Regions from separate parts of the Gossypium hirsutum genome. Here regions 1, 2 and 3 are each linked to region 4. The links are chromatin contacts, called in public Hi-C maps. All regions are on one chromosome and are shown on one strand. Each heading gives the region's core, a stretch centred on a gene start, on an enhancer-like site or on the middle of the called end of the contact. The rest is flanking DNA. Distances are from core to core; before and after follow the strand shown. Region 1 holds the start of LOC107954723 (mediator of RNA polymerase II transcription subunit 19a). Region 2 has its middle 5.4 kb from the start of LOC107954655. Region 3 holds the start of LOC107954724 (60S ribosomal protein L5). Region 4 holds the start of LOC107954695.

Region 1 (4,753 bases), core at 220-2,719, 420 kb after region 4:
TTGCTTCAAATTCAGTGTTGACAAGGGCTCAAGGTGCGCTCTTTCCTTGCTTCAGAAAACTAGCGACTTCTGAAGCAAGGAAAGAGATTCATAGCCCCTTTCACCCTCCTCAAATGTCAATAATTTAATAGTTGACATATTGCACAGTTGAGCAAATTATATGTCTAGCAAAACTGATAAAAGCCAACTTGGTAACCAGATTACCCTTTCATTTCAGAACAAAAAGAAAAATGGTTGCTGAACCTGGATTAATTATTTAGGTTAATAGCAAAGCACCTAGAGCCACAGGTAGAAATCTAAACACAGGTTTGAGGGTGGTGGTAGTAGTATGTAACTAACCCATTCTTCACCCGATTAAAATTTATAAGAACTTCGTATGAATTTCCAAAGCAAGCCAACTAATAGAATATTTAAATTTAAAAATAAATACTAAATTCTATGTTAATGGTAAGCTACAAAAGTTTACAAGCGACACCATGACGTTTTCATTGCACTGAAAATTTGAAATTAGCTCATATGGAATACTTTATCTCCACATAGTTTCAAGTTATAAAAGATTTAGTTAGTCAGGGCATCTCTAGTTTTGCTACTAAAATTTGCTTTAAACACTAAAAGCCAGAACCTTCACACATGCTTCTTCGTCTTATCTAACCGGATAATATTCTACACGTAGCAAACGCCAAAACCACATACTCAAATTACATCTTTTTTCATAATTTTCATCTAATTTTTCTCCGCAGAATCGTCAAATTTGAATGAATTCCCAATAAAATTGAAAAATAAACATAGAGGACAATGTCCGAACAAATTACTAATTACATAAAGAAAAAAAGGATTAGGGGGGAAACCATCATAATTCATCATTTAAGAAAAACTTCAATTAAGAAAAACAAGAAACATAAAAAGAAACCAAGAAATACCTCAAACATGGACTCGGGCAAAGTCGCCGAGGAACATTTTTCAGATCGCGAGAAAAAGCAAAGCAAAAAAGAAAATTTCAAGCTCCTCTCTTCCTCAGATAAATTCGGTCCTGACGCTTCAATGCAAGTAAAAGAAAACCTACGAAAAAATATTTTTAAAAAAACATCAAAGGAAAAAACAAAAACCGCGCAAAATTTTGAAAGAAATAAAAAATAAAAGAAGGGGAAACGGTGGAGAAATTGACCAGTGAAAATAAAAGAGAGCGAATTGAAGAGGGAGTGAAGCCGGGTAGAATGGGTAAGATCTTATGAAGTTGGAGAGCTTTCAGGAGCAGGCAATGGAAGCAATTAAGTCCCTACTTTTTTAGGGTTTGAAAAGGGACGAACCACCAACACTATACGAGTTTTTTCCTTTCTTTTCCTGGCCAAATCCTCGGGTCCGTAGCTTCTCCGGCTTATTTATTTACTTATTATTTTTATTATTTTTGGGGGTCACAGAGTCAAAAACCTTCGTAGTGGGAGTTTTAGCTCGTATTTTCTTTCCCGATGCACCGGTTTAATATGTATAAAATTATTAATACATTTAAAATTTTGATAAAATAATTAATCAGTAATTAGAATCATATGAAATAAACTTGAAAATTTAAATTCAAACATAAATAAAAATAAATATAGATAAACATAAATAAATTCAAATAAATAAAATAGGAAGTATCAAATTAAATTAATAAGGATTAAATTGAAATGAATGGAGGACTAAATCGTAAGACTATCAAATTATGAAAAGCCTAAACAAAATTAACTTATGACCTAAAAAATCTAGGGTAAACTATACTTAAGGTCACTAAACTATGGCATAATGACTTATTTGGTCTCCAACTTTTAAAAAGAAGCCATTTTAGCCTCTTTTGGCCATTAAACTTGCGATGTTTGACAAATCACTCCAAAATTGATGAAAATGTTAAAATTTGTTAACCTTACTAACGTGGCATACACGAGGATTGCCACATGCATGTTGTGTTAGCAATTAATTAATTTTTAAATATAAAAATTTTTAAAAAAAACTATTAAAAAGTATAGAATTATAAAAAAATCATTTTTCAGATTTTTTAAAATTTATTAATTACTTATGAGGCATACACATTAACTTTCATGCAAATGTCACATAAGTAAAGTTAAGAGACATTAATTTTTTTCATCCGTTTTGGGATGATTTGACAAACAATGCAAGTTTAAGGGTTAAAAAAGGCGAAAAATTAAATGAAAGGCTAAAATAATTTTTTTTGTAAAGTTGGAGGGCCAAATAAGTCATTATGCCCTAAACTATTAGTAAATTTACATTTTGGTCACTCAAGTTCAAAAAGTTAAAAAATGGTCACTAAACTATTTAAAAGTTTTCATTTAAATCACAAGGATGTTAAAATCGGTGTTGTATGGCCTTATATGTTCACACCGCCTTTACCAATTGAAAGTTTTCCCTCCTCTTCTCTTTTACAATTTAGCTTTTTTTATGAAACAACTTTAAACGTTAGGAATCTACAAACTAAAATCCAAATAGCTTTTTTCTTCGATCTTCAACACTGGCCATCAGATTGACTTAGATCATCAATATGTTCTCTGACTCATTAATGGGTGCTAATCCATAATACTAATAGTCAAATCGTCTATTAGAGCTTGCTAGTCAGACTTTAAAAAAACAAGTTAACAATTCAGTGACTTAACTAAATTTTTTTAATAATTTAGTGACCATTTTATAACTTTTTGAAATTAAATGATCAAAATGTAAACTTACTAATAGTTTTACCCAAAAATCTAATATTCCCACCCATGTGATTGGTTAGATTATGGCGCAAACTCCGACCCCCCCTTCTCTAGTGCAAATTATTATATTATTTAATTTTAAATTCATTTAATAATATTTCATTTAGTTAATTCTTTTAACATTTTATTCTTGATTTTCAAAAAAAAATTATTCTTATTTTTTCATTGGCATAATTGCATAAAATACCCTCAATGTTTAAGAATTTTTGATTTTGTGCCATTGACTTTTTTTTATTTACATCTCAACATTATGATTTTTTCAGAAATCAACTTAATTTATATTAATAAACTGAGTTAACCGTAAGTCATATGTGACATCATAGATAACATGATCTTTTCTTTTCTTTTTTTCATTTTGTTCCATTTCTTTTTTCTTCTCCCTTCCTCTTTTCCCATTACTGCTGCAACACAAAAAAAAAATTACTATTTTTCTCCACCATTGTTGTTGTTGTGTCCTCCGTTGCTGCCACTTCCACAACCACCCCACCCCTCTTCCACCTGGGTTTCGACCTCCACCACCTCCACCCCAAATGATTCATTCTAATTTTCTTCTTCCACCCGGGTCTTTGTCAGCCATGAATTTATTCTTTCTTGCACAGTATCTACAGATTAATGTATGTTATTAGGACAATGAAATTATTTTTAAAAAACCCAACAATTTTATTGATTATTATAATAGCCAATCAGAGATAACAGAATAGCAAAAATGAATAAGCTGACAATATATATTCATGCTGGTGTCAATTTCATTGAACTTCCTTCTATCCTTCTGAGCCCCCACAAGCTTGAACCTCAACTTTTTCTTTGAAGGTGAGTTTCTTGAGAAATATCCAAACTTGAAAACTTTTTCATGGCTGGAAATCAGATAATTCAACCTAAAATTCGATGCTTTTAACTAAGTAACCTGCAACTAGTAGCCATTTTTTGGGGCGGGATTTCAAGATTTAAGAATTGAATTCATAAGTCGAATCCTAATGAAGCAAAGTAGTCAAAATAATTATTAAAGGAATTTAAAAGGGTCAAATAGCTCTATTGGAGAGGAGTTGAAATTTATGAGCTTGAAAACATGAGTTTCTTTGGGTTAATGGGTTTCAAAGATTTAAGCTTTGAGACAGATTCATAACTAAAGACGTTGTAATCAAAAGGGAAGAAGATGAAGATGAAGAAGAGAGGTGTGTGGAAATGGCTTTTCCTTTAATGCACAGGAAAATAAACTTGCTAGATGAAAATGAATCAAACTTTGGGAAGAGAGGAAGGGAGAAGAAGAAAGAAGATGGAACAAAATGAAAAAAAAAATTAGATTGAATCATTTGCGGTGGAGGTGATGGCATTGCTAGGTCAAAACCCGGGTGGAAGAGCGGTGGGGTGGTTGTGAAAGTGGCAGCAGCAGTAGCAGCAATGGTGGAGAAAAAGAGTTTTCTTTTTTGTGTGTGTTGTAGCAGCAATGGGAAGAGAGGGAGGAATAAAAACGAAGATGGAACAAATAGATGACATCATCTATGATGTTACATAAGCTTACTATGTTGACCATGCTTAATTGATAGTAAACTCACATTTATTATTAAAATTGAATTAATTTTTTAAAAAATCGTAAGTTAAGAGTGTAAATAAAACAATAAATGTCAAGAGTACAAAATTAAAAACCCCTAAACATTAAGGATATTTTATGCAATTATACAATTTTCATTTTACTTCCATTTTCTACCCGAAAAAAATCTCAATACTCTTTTTTACTTCTTCTAGCTGACATCTCTCATTCCCATGTACCCTCCTTTCCATCTATTTTATACAAAAGCATCTACCTTCTCAACCTTCTCCGATGGTCCCTTACACCAAAACCAAAGCCCTTACCCATTGTTAATTCAAACGACAACCTCCATCTCTGAAAAAAAATCTAGAACTAATGAAGGTTTTTTTATTCAAACTAATCAAGAATTTTAAATAAATTTAAATATAAAATTAATATTCGAACTTATCTACTTTTCTTAAATTGATACTTTTAATTTTTTTTT
Region 2 (4,544 bases), core at 1,110-3,609, 300 kb before region 4:
TATAAAGAAAAGAAGGGGAAGGGGCCCCCCATTTTGTCTGGTGTAAGCACTTGTTTACATCAATTTATTTCTTTATAATGATACCATCCCTTTACAGGAGTTGCAGCAATCACTACCTTTTGCATTTTTCTATAATCACCTCCACCAGTTTTGTAAAAAAAATACCTGTTTTATAGGAGCAGTTTTGGACAGTGAAGGATGAAATTAGAAAAGTAAGAAAATTTTGTACCACCAAGTTTGAATAATATTTGTACTATTGATTGGAGATTGAGTTATTTATTTATAAACACACAAGTCAATAATGATTTTCACGTAATGTAACCGCTTTGGGTTTTGTTTTTTGTTTCATTCCAGTAAGATGAGTATCCAATTTCTTTTTAATCCCAAATTATTAAAATACTAAAAAAATGCTGTTTTTATTTTGCTTCACACTCAATCTGGATTATCCATCTTTTATTTTATAATTTCACAAAACTTTTAATTTTATATATTTTTTCTTTCATTTAAGGGTAATTATACTGTTACTCGTAAATTTTCATTTTGGTCACTTAACTAAAACAAGTTACAATTTGATTACTAAATTATTTTAAAATTTTCGTCCAAATCAATGAACTATTCAAAAGTTTTTATTTAAGTCACTATGCTATTAATTTTTTTTTCTTTTAAAAAAAGTTCTGTCAGCGAGTTCTATGTAATGATTTGATAATTAATACAGTGGATTAGTACCCATCGATAAGTAGAAGAACATAGCTTAGATATAAGTCGATTTGACAGCTAGTGTTAGAGATTAAAGAAAAAAACAGTTTGAATTTCGGTTGAGAGATTTATGATATCTAAAGTTGTTTATTGAAAAAAAATTAAACTATAGAAGGGAAGGGTAAAAAAAGCTATTGATTGGTGTAAGTAGTGTGAACAGAGAAAAATAGATAGCATCAATTTTAAGAATCTTATAACTTAAATAAAAAATTTTAAATAGTTCAATGGCTAAAATAAAAATGAATAAATAAAAGAAAAGAAAATAGAAAGAAAAAGGAGTCAAAGGTTCCATAAAATACAGCTATGGGTTTATTTCTTTATTCCCCATAATTTGTCTTGTATTGTTTCGAGATACGATGCCCTGTTTTGTTTTGCAGAAGGGAAGATTTCAAACAACATTCCTATTCATCTTTTCAGGGCTGGTATATACTGTTAAATCTGCCATCACCTTTTTTGCTTGTCCCATTCCCCAGATTTTCGCACATATAATGGAATCAAGGCCTAGATTATTTACATGTGAATGAATAGGGAAAGAAAGACATTAGGCTGTTTAACATTCATTTCAGCTTGCTAATCATGAATGCTTGGATCCCAAGAAAGGCACTTCATCTTTAATTATTTAGTCAACCACTTTCATCTCCTGTGTTGCCAAAACTTGAATTGGCGAATGCTTAAATATCATTCCGATGGCTTTACAAAAAATGATATAGAAAATTAAATCTAATTATTGAAGAAAGTTTTTTTTTCGTTACCACAAATGTATAATTGAATACTATTTAAAATCAAATATCCATCCCTTCTAAATTAAAATTTTATTGTATTTTAACTTTTTTTAATTCCGAAATAAAAATACTTTTTGGTTGGATTTGAATAATTGTTTAACTTATAAACTAGAAGGTTAATGTAAAAGAGTTTTGATATTTATGTTTTTTTTTTCATTTTGGTATTTTAATTTAGTAATTAGGTCTATTTTAGTCATTCAATTTAGAAAATAAAAAAATGATGATATTATCTGATTTTTAAAAAAAAAAAATTCAAGTGATAGTGTGGCACAATGTAAAAAAAGAATTATGCCATCAAATATTGATTAAATCTAAATTCAGAGATCTCAATTACTGGAGGCGAACATGTCCCTCCTTCCAAAAAATGAAAGGATTATAATATAGTTCCCTCTTAAGTGATTAAATTAAAACTTGATATATATATTGTACAATTATAGTTTGCCCCCAAAAATTAAAAAAAAATGTTTAGCCCCTCAAAAATGATAAAATTAATACATGATTAAATTATATTTTGGTTTCTCAAAAATTTAAAATATAATTTTGGTCTCCAATCAAAAATATTTCTCAAATTGAGAAAAAAAATGGCCTAAATTTCCTGCTTTTAGTTGCCAAATTCAGGCATTAAAATGGAAAAAAGAAAGTATAGGTATTAAATTGAACTTTAAGAAAAAAACTTAAGCCATGGAAAGTCTAACCGAACCAAACATATTACTATCCGAATTAACACGTAAATCAAATTGAATAAAAGATGAAACACGGTTCCAATTGATCTTCTTACGATTCTCAGTTCCACTTTTAGGACGGCTCAAAACTCCATCGTTTTGCTAGTGGCCATGAAAAGAAATAGTGGGCAAATCTGCCTTTAGGCCCAAACAGGATCTATCTCAGTCCACTTATTTGGGTCAAACTCTAGATCTTTTACCTGTTTTAAAATCTAACAATAAGAATTTTATTCTAAAGCTTAAATTATGCTATTAGTCCTTGTATTTTGTAAAAGTTGTTGATTTAATTTCTATATTTTTAGTTGGTCTTTTTAGTCCCTATACTTTTCAAATTTTAAAATTTCAGTCCCCAGCAAATAATAACTTTAAATTTATTAAGTAAAGTTATGTTTATTTTCAAATCTGATGTGACGAATATATTATCATATGTGTAATGTCATGTTAGCATATTATTTCTACATATTACTCACTAAAAGTCCAGTTAATGGATTAATGATTGTCATTTGTGTCAAGGCTCAAATTTCAAAATTCGAAAAGTATAGGAACTTAGAATGATCTAATTGAAGAAAATGAACTAAATCTACAACTGTACATGCAGTACAAGACTAGTAATTGAATTTAACGAAACGAATTTAATTTTTACTCTTTGGGTCAGGACTAAAAGTGACCAATTCGAAAAGTAAATGGACTAAAATTGATCAAATAAAAGTATAAGGACTAAATCCACAACTTTTGCAAAGTATAGTAACTGATATCAAAATTTAACCTATTCTAAAATAATCTAATAAAAGTGAAAAATAAAGAGAAAATATCAAGAGAGATAAAATATCTAATCAAATAGAAAAGCAAAATAGAGAACTTATAACACTCCATACCCAACTCGATCGCCGAATTCGAACTACGGGATGCCACATTGGTTGTTGGAGCAACTACGATTCAATTTGCCCTTTTATATATGCTATTAACAATTTTAATTAATCTCAATATGATTTTCTATCATTTTCAAGTCTTACACAAGCTTACAAAAGCTCTTTTGCTAACCCGATGTCGAATTAAGACCAAATTGTAAAGTTTGTAAAATATCAGGTTGACGTTGTGGCTTCGACAGTTCCTCGTCGCAACGTAACTCACTGGTGATTTCTTGTCATGATGAAAAGAGCTCAACGTCACGACATGACCGCTTGTTTCAAAATGGTTCAAATGGTACCAAATTGCATCACCTATATAAACAAACCAATACCACAATTGTACCATTTCAGTAAAGAATACCATTCCCAAATACTTAATTCTAGCCTTTAGTATCATCTATACATATACATTACACAAATTCATTATCCCAACTTTAATACATATGACAATTTCCACATGTCAAATCATTTAAACCATTTCCATCCACGTATATCAATTTCATATAAGTATAAACTACATTGCACTAAAATTAAACTACATTGCCAATCATGAATTCAATTTGACCATATCAATATAAAACTGACTCTGAAACCTAGGTACATGCCATATATCAAAATTAAAAAGGGGCTGTACAAATATTACTGAGTCTGAGGTTACAAATTGGATGCTGAGTTACTTATCGAGACCTCACAATCCACCTTTACATGTGCACGGAATAAAAAAACCGTACATTGAGCGATAAAACTCAGTGGTACTTTCATGATTCAAGTCAAAGTTATAATAGCAAAAGCACACAATAAAATTCAAATCTAATGTCTAACTCATTCACATATACCAATTATGCCAATAGTTTGCATTCATATATGACATGAATATATATAGCAATTTGCATACTAATTCACAAAAATTTTTGCACATAACTTACCATGTCTTAACATTCAACATTAGGATACCAATTCTTTCATTTGTAGCATACCCAATTGAAACATATTCTCATTGACAAATTCATATGATTGTGTCATACCATACTTTTTAGTACTTACCATACCATTTTCCATTCATTTCATATCATACTTATTCAATTCATATTTCATCTATAAGCATATACCTATACATAGTTATTCATTCAATTGAATACTTAATCTCATTATACCAATTTAATCACTTTCAAGCTTAATAGCTCTATCACTTTCAAGCTTGATTCTAACCAGTTTGTATAATCTTTTATATACTTTCTTTATCATGAATTATATACACACATATAGTTCAATATCATCAAATCATATCATATAACAATATTCATTCACAAGATCATACCATTTCAATTCATACATTTTAATAGCTTGCCAAAAAATCACTTTATTTCATTTTCTGA
Region 3 (4,462 bases), core at 739-3,238, 460 kb after region 4:
GGAGTGGCTTTCTTCAGCTGGAAACAGGCAGCAAAGCCATTGATTTAGAAAGAAAAACTAAAAGAATCCTTGCAGCACAAAAACGAGAACAACATTTCATATGAGCTCCACTATGCACAAAACTACTCACTACCAGAATTTAACAACCTAACCTCAAGACAAGACCATGCTTTATGCACATAAAATAGAAAAAACAATGAACAAAGTTAGATTCACGACATTTATATCATATAGAAAGGGATTCCAATATACCTTGAGCACACCAAAAACACGATTACCAGTGGTTGTTCTGACAAGACCAACATCTAGGAGAGATCGGAAAGGCCTCCTGCTCTCTCCTGGTTCAACACTGTAGTCCTCCCCAGTTGCCTGTAAGCAAGTGCCAATCATAATTTCGACATACTTATTATCCCTCTGAAAAAAAAATGTATATCTTCACACCTCAGAAACCATGGCAAATGCATACCTCAACATTGCCCTCATATTCAGCATCCATCTCCAGCTGCTTCAGTGTTCGGCGAGCCAAAAGGAGTCCAACACAATAAGCTGTGTCCAAAATGTCATTAAGATAATATCCTCAAACAGAAGAAAAAGATCACCTTAACATCTAGTAAAGTAAATCCCACCTGCTGCATAATTTGTAAGGCCAACTTCAAGTCCATAGTGAGGAAGCTCATGTCCATAAGCTGCTGCAAGAACTATATCACCAGAAATACTAGCATGTATGATTTGTGCAATTATATCCTTGTTGGTCTAATAAATATGTTAAGGTTAAAGTATCAACTAGAAACCCATAAAAGAACAAATAATCACATTTTGAATTAACCAAGGTATTTCAGCACATTCAGCAGCCTATATGTCTAAACAGTATACCCTCAACCCAAACAGAAATTATTCACTATAAATAACATAAACAAGTGCTGCTTGGGATAGACAATGCAAACAAAATGATGAGGGAAAAAATAAGTCAGAAATAGGATACAAATCGTGCAACCAAACGATATTTTGGGGTGTTGTATTTGTTCTTGTCCTGATTAATAAGACGATTCCTGGCCCGATAATCCGTCTTGCCCTCTACAAGATTAAAACAATTATTACAACATCAAAACAGTAAGTGTGATCCTATACAGATATAGGCCTAATTATAGTACCTCGCCTTCTCTTGAACTTAACTTGATATCTCTTGAAATAAGCCTTGGTCTTTTGAGCTTTAACGAAAGGCTGTAGCATAAAACTAACAAACTCAGTAAACGAAGAAAGCATATATAATAAAGAAAGAAAATAATTGGTAGTAATCTAAGACAATATTTCCTTCCACAAACACATGTTTAATATATTTTACGAATGTGAAAAACTAAAACAAGACTAACAACCAAATATTACCTAAATTTATTCAATAAAAGGAACTTACAACCTTAAGCCTTTTAACTTCTCGCTGCTGACTTTGAATCTCAGGACAGCTTATCAGCGAGAAGGAAAATGAAATAAAAGTAGAAAAAAATAATGCAAATGAAATTTGAAATTAGTTAAACTCCATAAAACCTTCGAGTTTACAGCGAAATATCAAAACTGCTTAATATACACTTAAACTACAAAGAACCTTCGAGTTAACAGCAGAAAATCAGATACTGCTTAAAACACACTTGATTCTGTTACAGGCAACAAAACAACAGATTTTATAATTGATTCTATTGATCCTTTTCTCGAACAAAATTGTGCAAAGATCTGACATTATAAACTGGAGATAAATAACATATACAATGAGATCTAGAATGCAAAATGCGAAGCTAAACTATGGTGTTAATTAGAAGAAAAAAAACAAAAACGGAAAACGATTGTGAAGAGAGTATTACCATGGCTTTCACCCTGGTTTTTTTAAGCGGCCGAGTCTTGTGGCTCTGCCAAGAGAGAAGGTGTTATATTTCTAAAACCCTAGCGAGACTTTATATCGGTAAATCAACGGCCACGATTGATTTTCTTGGTTTTTTTTTATTATTGACCCACGTTAGGTTTAATGGCTTTTATATTGTTTAAATTACATTCTTATCTTTAAAAAGTTATGATATGATCTTAATATTATTAATTTATCATTTTTTATTACCGAGTCTGTTAATTATATAATGCAAACTGATATAATTATTTCAAATAAAATTTTTTAATACTTTTCGAAAACAAATTTTTTTTTAAAAAAATTCCCTTTATTTTCCCCTCTCTTTCTTCTCTTTTCTTTCACTTTTTCATAACCCTACTCATATTTAGATTTAAAAAAAAAATTACAATGGAATGATTGTTTATTTGTCTATCATTATTATAAACTATTGATTAAGTTGGTATCACGGGTTAATTAAATATTAATTCAGTTGAGAAAAGATAAAAGAATACTCTCACTTTATAAAGTAATTTGTATTATTTTAAGAGTGTTTTTGTTAAATTATATCTTTCATACAAAAAATATATCCACATAATAAAATTTGAACTCATACTTCCTTAGTTTTCCACATTTATATATCATAACTCAACCAAAGTCTCATTTATTATTTATATTAATATTTTATAAATATAGTCAACCTTCTCTATAATATCTACTCGCTAAAATAGCATTTCAGCATTTCATTATCACATAGGGCGAAGCCAGAAAATTTTTTTAGGAGATGAAATTAAATTATAAATTTTACAATAGTAAAAATGTAATTTCACCAATTAAATATACTATATTTTTATAACTTTTAATGGATTAAATCAAAATTCTAAAAACTTTAAAGGGCATAAATAGAATATTTTCCATTTTAGGAGGATCGGGGCACCTGCCAACCCCTTAGATACGCCACTGCTATCAAAACCAAATTTTAGTAGAATTAATTTTTTATATTTTATTTTAACTCTCTATAACAATTTTCACTCATAACAATAACATTCATTGTTATAAAGTACACTTTTTATTAAATTAATTCTCTATAATAACATATTGTCTAAATTTTTAAGTAAAATTATAACTATTTCATATAAGCAAGCTTATTAATTATCATTTATTAAATAAATATGATCTTAATTAATATATTATTTCTATAAAATGATTAAATTTCATGTGAGAAAAATCTATTAATCTTATCTTATTAAATGAAAAATAATTTTCAAATGAGTAGAATTAAAGATATCAATTTAATAAACTATTAAGTTCTTTAATTAAATATTCTCTATGAATTTGGAACATCATAAATTTATAAATTGATTACTTGAATTTAGCGACTCGTGATTAATTAATTAATTAAATTTGATAACTCATATTGATTAATTAAACTTGTTAGATTTATAAACTTTATAATTAACCATGTGGAAGAATGTAAAACAAGAATATGCATAAAAACAACAATGCATGCACCTGTTATAAGTCTTGTAATTTTGTTGATTTGATTCTCACTTTCATTATTTTTTGAACATAATTCTTACTTTCTTTACTTAATGGAAATTCACAATATGAATTCTATGTCAAGTTTACAATGATAATCTCCCTATAACAACATGCTATTATAGGTGTATAATAACCATCTCTCTATAACAGACAAAATCTGTGTAGACAAATGAGATTGTTATAGAGAGGGTTGACTGTATATTTGTTACATAATTTTGTAGTTTTTTGACACTAGGATATCCATCACCGGTAACAAGGACTAATCCCCTCGCCGCGATTACTCTTTGAAAAGGCAAACCACTGGCTTTGAAACGACTAAGTTATGAATGGAGATGGCTAGTTCAGTAGGCATGGTCAGAGATCATAACGGAAGATGGTTTCTGGGATTTGCCAGGAACATTGGCCACTGCCCCATTTTATAAACCTTTGGGGGGCTTTCGATGGGTTAATACAAGCCAGGAACTTGGGTGCAAGGAATGAGGTGCTTGAGTTGGACAGCTGAACAACAGTGAATTTGTTGGGCAGTAGATCGAACGAGCACCATCAATATCATGTTACGATCAATTTTGAGACTGTTGCAGCAGCCTTGGGGTGTTAGGATAGCACATGTGAATAAGGGAAGTAATAAGGATGGTAACGGTATGGCATCACTGGCATTTGGTTGTTCTATCGGTAGTCATATCTTCATAGCTCCACCTGCTGCAATCCTAAAGAATTTGGCATGGTGTGGCTTTGCAACGAGTGGTTTGATTTCTGTTTCTTTCTCTTTTGTATAAAAAATAGTAGTTAATTTACATGATAACTTAAAATCCATATCTAAAGTATTATTGCATCTCAATTAAAATCTAAACTTAATTTGCTCTAAAATCAAGTTGGATCACTGATATTTATCATTTTAATATTTAGGAGAAGAGAAGAGGATGAAAACGTTTCAACTTGAGTGGTTTAAGTATTAAACAATCATTACTTCTAATAATTTCATTTAAAAGATTTAATTCATGTATTGATTCCCTAATAATTTAAAATTCACAGATCTGTACTTAGATATGGACG
Region 4 (4,344 bases), core at 1,178-3,677:
GCCTAATTTTGCCATTAAGATGAAAAGTAACCATCTAACCTATCTTCTCTCCTCTTTCTTTTCTCCCATAGGAAACACACTTAAAATTTAAGGTAAATTTCATTTTAATTACTTAACTAAAAAAAGTTATAATTTGATCACTGAACTATTCAAAAATTTTTATTTAACTAAATTATTTAAAAGTTTTTATATAAGGCATTGGTTTGTTAACTTCTTTTTTTTTAAAAAAAAGTACCGCCAATGAGCTCCAAGCAACAATTTGATACTCGGTACGATGGATCAATATCCATCAATTAATTAAACATACCATTTATCCAAATCGATCTAACAGTTTGTGTTAAAGGTCGAAAAAGGAATTGTTTGAATTTCGATTTGAAGATTCTTAATATCCAAAGCCATTTCATGAAAATAAAAACATAAACCGTAGAAAAGATGGAGGAAAAAAACTTTTGATTGATGAAAACAATATAAACAAAAAGAAATATAATATCGAATTTAACAACTCAATAACTTTAATGAAAACTTTTAAATAATTTAATAAATAAATTATAATTTTTTAAATTAAAGTACCAAAACAAAAAACCTTCCACATAATTAATATAATTTATTCTAAAATTTATGGTATTTCTACTTTTGTATTTCTTCTTTCATCCTTGCACTTTGGAACTCAACCCTAAAGATTTAGGGTTGCTGTCGAATGCTTCTGCCCGGAGACAATCGATCATCAAGTCCATAGGACACCTAGAAATTCATATTATGCCCATATCTAACATAAGAACACCATATTGTAAATCAAGGGTAAACATTTCCCGGTAAACTAGAACTAAAATTCAAATTAATACTTGAACATATGTCCCCAACTCAACGAGAAGATAACAACACAATGTTGTTTCCAAAACTAAGATTAAACTTGATAATTACGGGCATCCTATTTTCTTTCATTCCATCAATGCAAGAAAGCATAAACAGCAGTGGAAATGTAAACCAAGAGAGCAGAAGAAACCAGAAGAACTAAAGCCGTGACTGAGTGAACCGCAGACTTACTCCCACAAGACAACATCCCCAATCGGATCTCGATCACATTCACCATCGAAAGCATCAAAAACAAGCACCCCATAACCGACCCCACCGCCGACCCCATCATCCCCAACCTCAGAACTTTAAGGTTAATGTGGGCCCTGATAGCTTCGTCCACGTCTTTGCTGTTCAACAAGTTGATGGCAAGCTTCAAACCCTGAGCTACCAGGGACGAGAATAGGAAGAAACTGAAGGAGACTACCTCGAAAACCAAGAGCTTTTTCGCAAAGTCGATGCCGGCGTCGCAGGGGGCTCGATTCTCGAGGCTATGTTGGCCTGGCGTGGTTAAAGAAAGGCCCACGAAGACGGCGATGGTGAAGAGGGAGTTGACGTTTACCAGGCCGTCCAAGGCCGTGACGTGAACTCTTGTTGTGGATGAAGAAGAAGACGATGTGGAAGTCAGTCTTCTTGGGTCCTGCTCAGATCTGAGAAACAGATGAATTTACAGTGTGAAAGTGAGATTTTGAAAGCAAAAAAAAAAGAAAAAAAAAAGAGAAAACAATTTCAATGAAAATGAAATTAAGGGAGGAAAAGGAAAAGGACTTTACTCATCCATTATTGAGTCTTTGAAAATCGGGATCTTGTTGCTGCTTGAAGGGTTTATGTTTCCTGGAAAAGGAGAAGTAAGGCAGCGCTTTCCTTTTAATCTTTTAGATTTTTTTTAAATTTTTCTAATTTGTTGGACTTCCTGATAGTCGATGAAGAGAATTGATAAAGTAAGTTTTAAACAATGGCTAAATCATTTATAAAAATAAAACAAAAAATCAATGTCTCTCAAGATACATAGGTTAGGACATGAATATAAAGTGGAATAACATTGAACCATCCAACTAATGCTTTCTTCTTTAGGTGTTGAACACATACGACCTTAGTGTGTATTTTCAACTGCCCTTTCTATCTTTCCTCTCGCCTCTCTCTTGATTTGGTAAGTCTTTTTTCCTTTTGCCTTCTTTGTCTTTCGGAAAAAAAACTTCGAGATCTCCCCTCTCCTCCTCAAGCTTTTGGCTACTAGAATGGTGGTGGTGTACCACCACATGATTTTTCCAAGTCTCTCTTGGAGATAGCTTATCTCCTTTTCTCTAGACGGGGCTCCTGGCCTCTCGATTTCTTCCGCTTCGTCAAGGTTCCTACGTTTGGTAGAGCACCGTATCCCAAAGGCTTCGGATCTCCTTAAGTCGGTGACTCCCAACAATGTCCATGGTGGTGACGCTGATTGTGGCACTCCGAAAATTTTGATATAATATGTGACATAATTCTGAGTTTGAATATCGAGAAAATTTTAAGAACAAGGTATGGAACAAATCAGATAAAAAAAATTTATGCAATAAATTTTATATTTGAAAATGAATACGTGAAAGCAGCTGTAAAGATGGGGCAAAATACTAAAAAAGCCAATTTTTTTTTAAATTAACCGAAATAAGCCCGGTATTTTTTTATTTATTGGAATGGGCCCTTTTCCCCTAAATCGCGTCCACGTAAGCGCGAAGTCAGGGGATATGTCAGCAAATCGCGTCCATGTCAGCGCGCTATGCTGACGTGGCAACAAAGTGCGTCCTTGAAAGCGCGATTTGTGTCCACGTCATCAAAGCGCGCTGACGTGGACGCGATTTGCTGCCACGTCGCGCGCACTTGGGGACGCGATTTCGCCGTGTTTCCCACATTAGGATTTTTAGGGTTTTTCAGATTTTTAGGGTTTTAGAGAGAAATTAATTAATTAATTAAAATTAAATTACGTTTTGTAATTAAAATTTATTAAATTTTAGGGTTTAGGGTTTCGTAATTAAGTTAATTAAAATTTATTCAAAATTGGATTACGTTTCGTGTTTATGGGTTTTTAAGATAAAATCAAAGCAAGATGATTTATCAGAAGGATTTTTGCAGTCGCGCCTACGTGTACGCGCTTTTGCTACATAGGTTCTGGAAAAATAATTTCCAGTTGACGTTTCTGAGCAAATAGTATAAAAAACGCTTCAAGCAGGATGCTATATGCAAAAAATTTGTGAAATCTTGCACTCCTGGATGCTATATGTGAAGAATTTGCGAAACCGTGCCCATGACTGCAGTAGTGACAGGAACCTCCGATTTTTGCTCTCCTCGGTCGCGTCGCCCCGGACATCTCCCGATATAATGTGGCCAAGACGGCAGACCCCCAACTCAATTCACCGACTGCTCTAAAATCAACGAGTTTCAGCAGCCATCTTAGATGTACGCGGCTCCGTGACAAGTTCGGCACCAGATAACCTCCAATTAACTGAAGAATGTATGCCCGAGCATATCGGATTCTTTCTATTTCAGTTGAATCTTCATCTGGATTCGAGAATGTGTCTCGCAACTAGCCCATCTCAATCTTACCTCCATCCATTTTCTTCGGAATAGCGCCTAGAAGCTCGTAGCACACCGCTGGCAAATCGCTAGATTGGGCAGACCCCGTGACTGGGTACCTATCCACCGACAATCCCAATTGCAAGCTGACGTCTTCCAAAGTGACAGTGCAGTCTCCACATGGAAGATGGAATGTGTGTGTCTCGGGTCTCCACCTCTCGATCAACGCACTGATTAGTTTCGGGTCCACCTTACATCCCCGGCCTACCATCGCCACGTGCCAAAAATCTGCTTCTCGCAGGTAGTTCTCTACTAACGGTGATGGAGGAGCATGCATATTTCGGATATTGTATTCCAATACCCGATCTACAGACTTTTATAACAAATAATAAATTAATAATTATCTAAAAATGCATAAATAAAAAAATCTTAAATAATATTTAAAAATTAAATTTAACACTTACCATCTTCATTTGTTCCACGGATATGTGGTGCTTATCAAGACGAGTCAATCCTCCGTCCATTACTGAAATCGTACAAATTTTTTCGGTTTAAAAATTAGGGATTTAAGAGTAATTTTTTTATTTAAAAAAATCAAAATTTTTTAAAATTATTTTAAAATAGGGATTTAAGAGAAATTTAAAAGGAAATTGAGAGCTAATTGAGATTAAATATGAATTTGAGAGAAATTTGGAAGGAAATTGAGAGGAAATTGAGAGGAAATTTGAGAGAGAATTTGTTTGTGAAAAAAAAGGGGTGGGGGAATTTATAGGTTTTTTTTTTACCGTTAGGGGGGAAACGGTCAAATTTTTGACCATTGCACTGTTCACGTGCGGTCTAAATCGCGTCCCCAGGGACGCGCCACGTCATCAAATCGCGGCCACGTAAGAGAGCTTTGCTGACGTGGCAACAAAGCGCGCTCTCAAGGCCACGCTTTGTTGCCAT

What was found. A called contact is a pair of places that touch in the nucleus more often than the background predicts.
Region 1: a contact with region 4 is called in a Hi-C map of leaf, with 2.3 times the contacts expected there. The contact joins the promoter of LOC107954723 here to the promoter of LOC107954695 in region 4. A contact is called at or near these places in 9 of 34 Hi-C or Micro-C datasets (callus, hypocotyl, leaf and 1 more).
Region 2: a contact with region 4 is called in a Hi-C map of leaf, with 1.6 times the contacts expected there. The contact joins the enhancer-like site here to the promoter of LOC107954695 in region 4. A contact is called at or near these places in 3 of 34 Hi-C or Micro-C datasets (callus and leaf).
Region 3: a Hi-C map of leaf shows a contact between it and region 4, with 2.3 times the contacts expected there. The contact joins the promoter of LOC107954724 here to the promoter of LOC107954695 in region 4. A contact is called at or near these places in 4 of 34 Hi-C or Micro-C datasets (leaf and petal).

Annotation. Positions count from the first base shown.
Region 1 is chrD07:33,648,011-33,652,763 of Gossypium_hirsutum_v2.1, forward strand. It overlaps LOC107954723 (mediator of RNA polymerase II transcription subunit 19a), which reads right to left and starts at 1,470. Exons shown (of 7, transcript XM_016890371.2): 1 at 1,166-1,470; 2 at 921-1,059.
Region 2 is chrD07:32,929,307-32,933,850 of Gossypium_hirsutum_v2.1, forward strand. No RefSeq gene overlaps it. Among protein-coding and RNA genes, the nearest start is that of LOC107954655, 5.4 kb to the right of the region's middle. Within about 2 kb of position 2,360, at least 1 of the 9 cell types and tissues checked has an H3K27ac peak or open chromatin away from gene starts, as enhancers often do. A contact at or near this core is called in leaf, where this site is marked.
Region 3 is chrD07:33,687,987-33,692,448 of Gossypium_hirsutum_v2.1, forward strand. LOC107954724 (60S ribosomal protein L5) reads right to left here and starts at 1,989. Exons shown (of 9, transcript XM_016890373.2): 1 at 1,854-1,989; 2 at 1,152-1,221; 3 at 983-1,074; 4 at 627-753; 5 at 467-546; 6 at 253-369. The coding sequence starts at 1,856.
Region 4 is chrD07:33,226,041-33,230,384 of Gossypium_hirsutum_v2.1, forward strand. It overlaps LOC107954695, which reads right to left and starts at 2,428. Exons shown (of 2, transcript XM_016890331.2): 1 at 1,626-2,428; 2 at 722-1,502. The coding sequence starts at 1,633. The coding sequence ends at 947.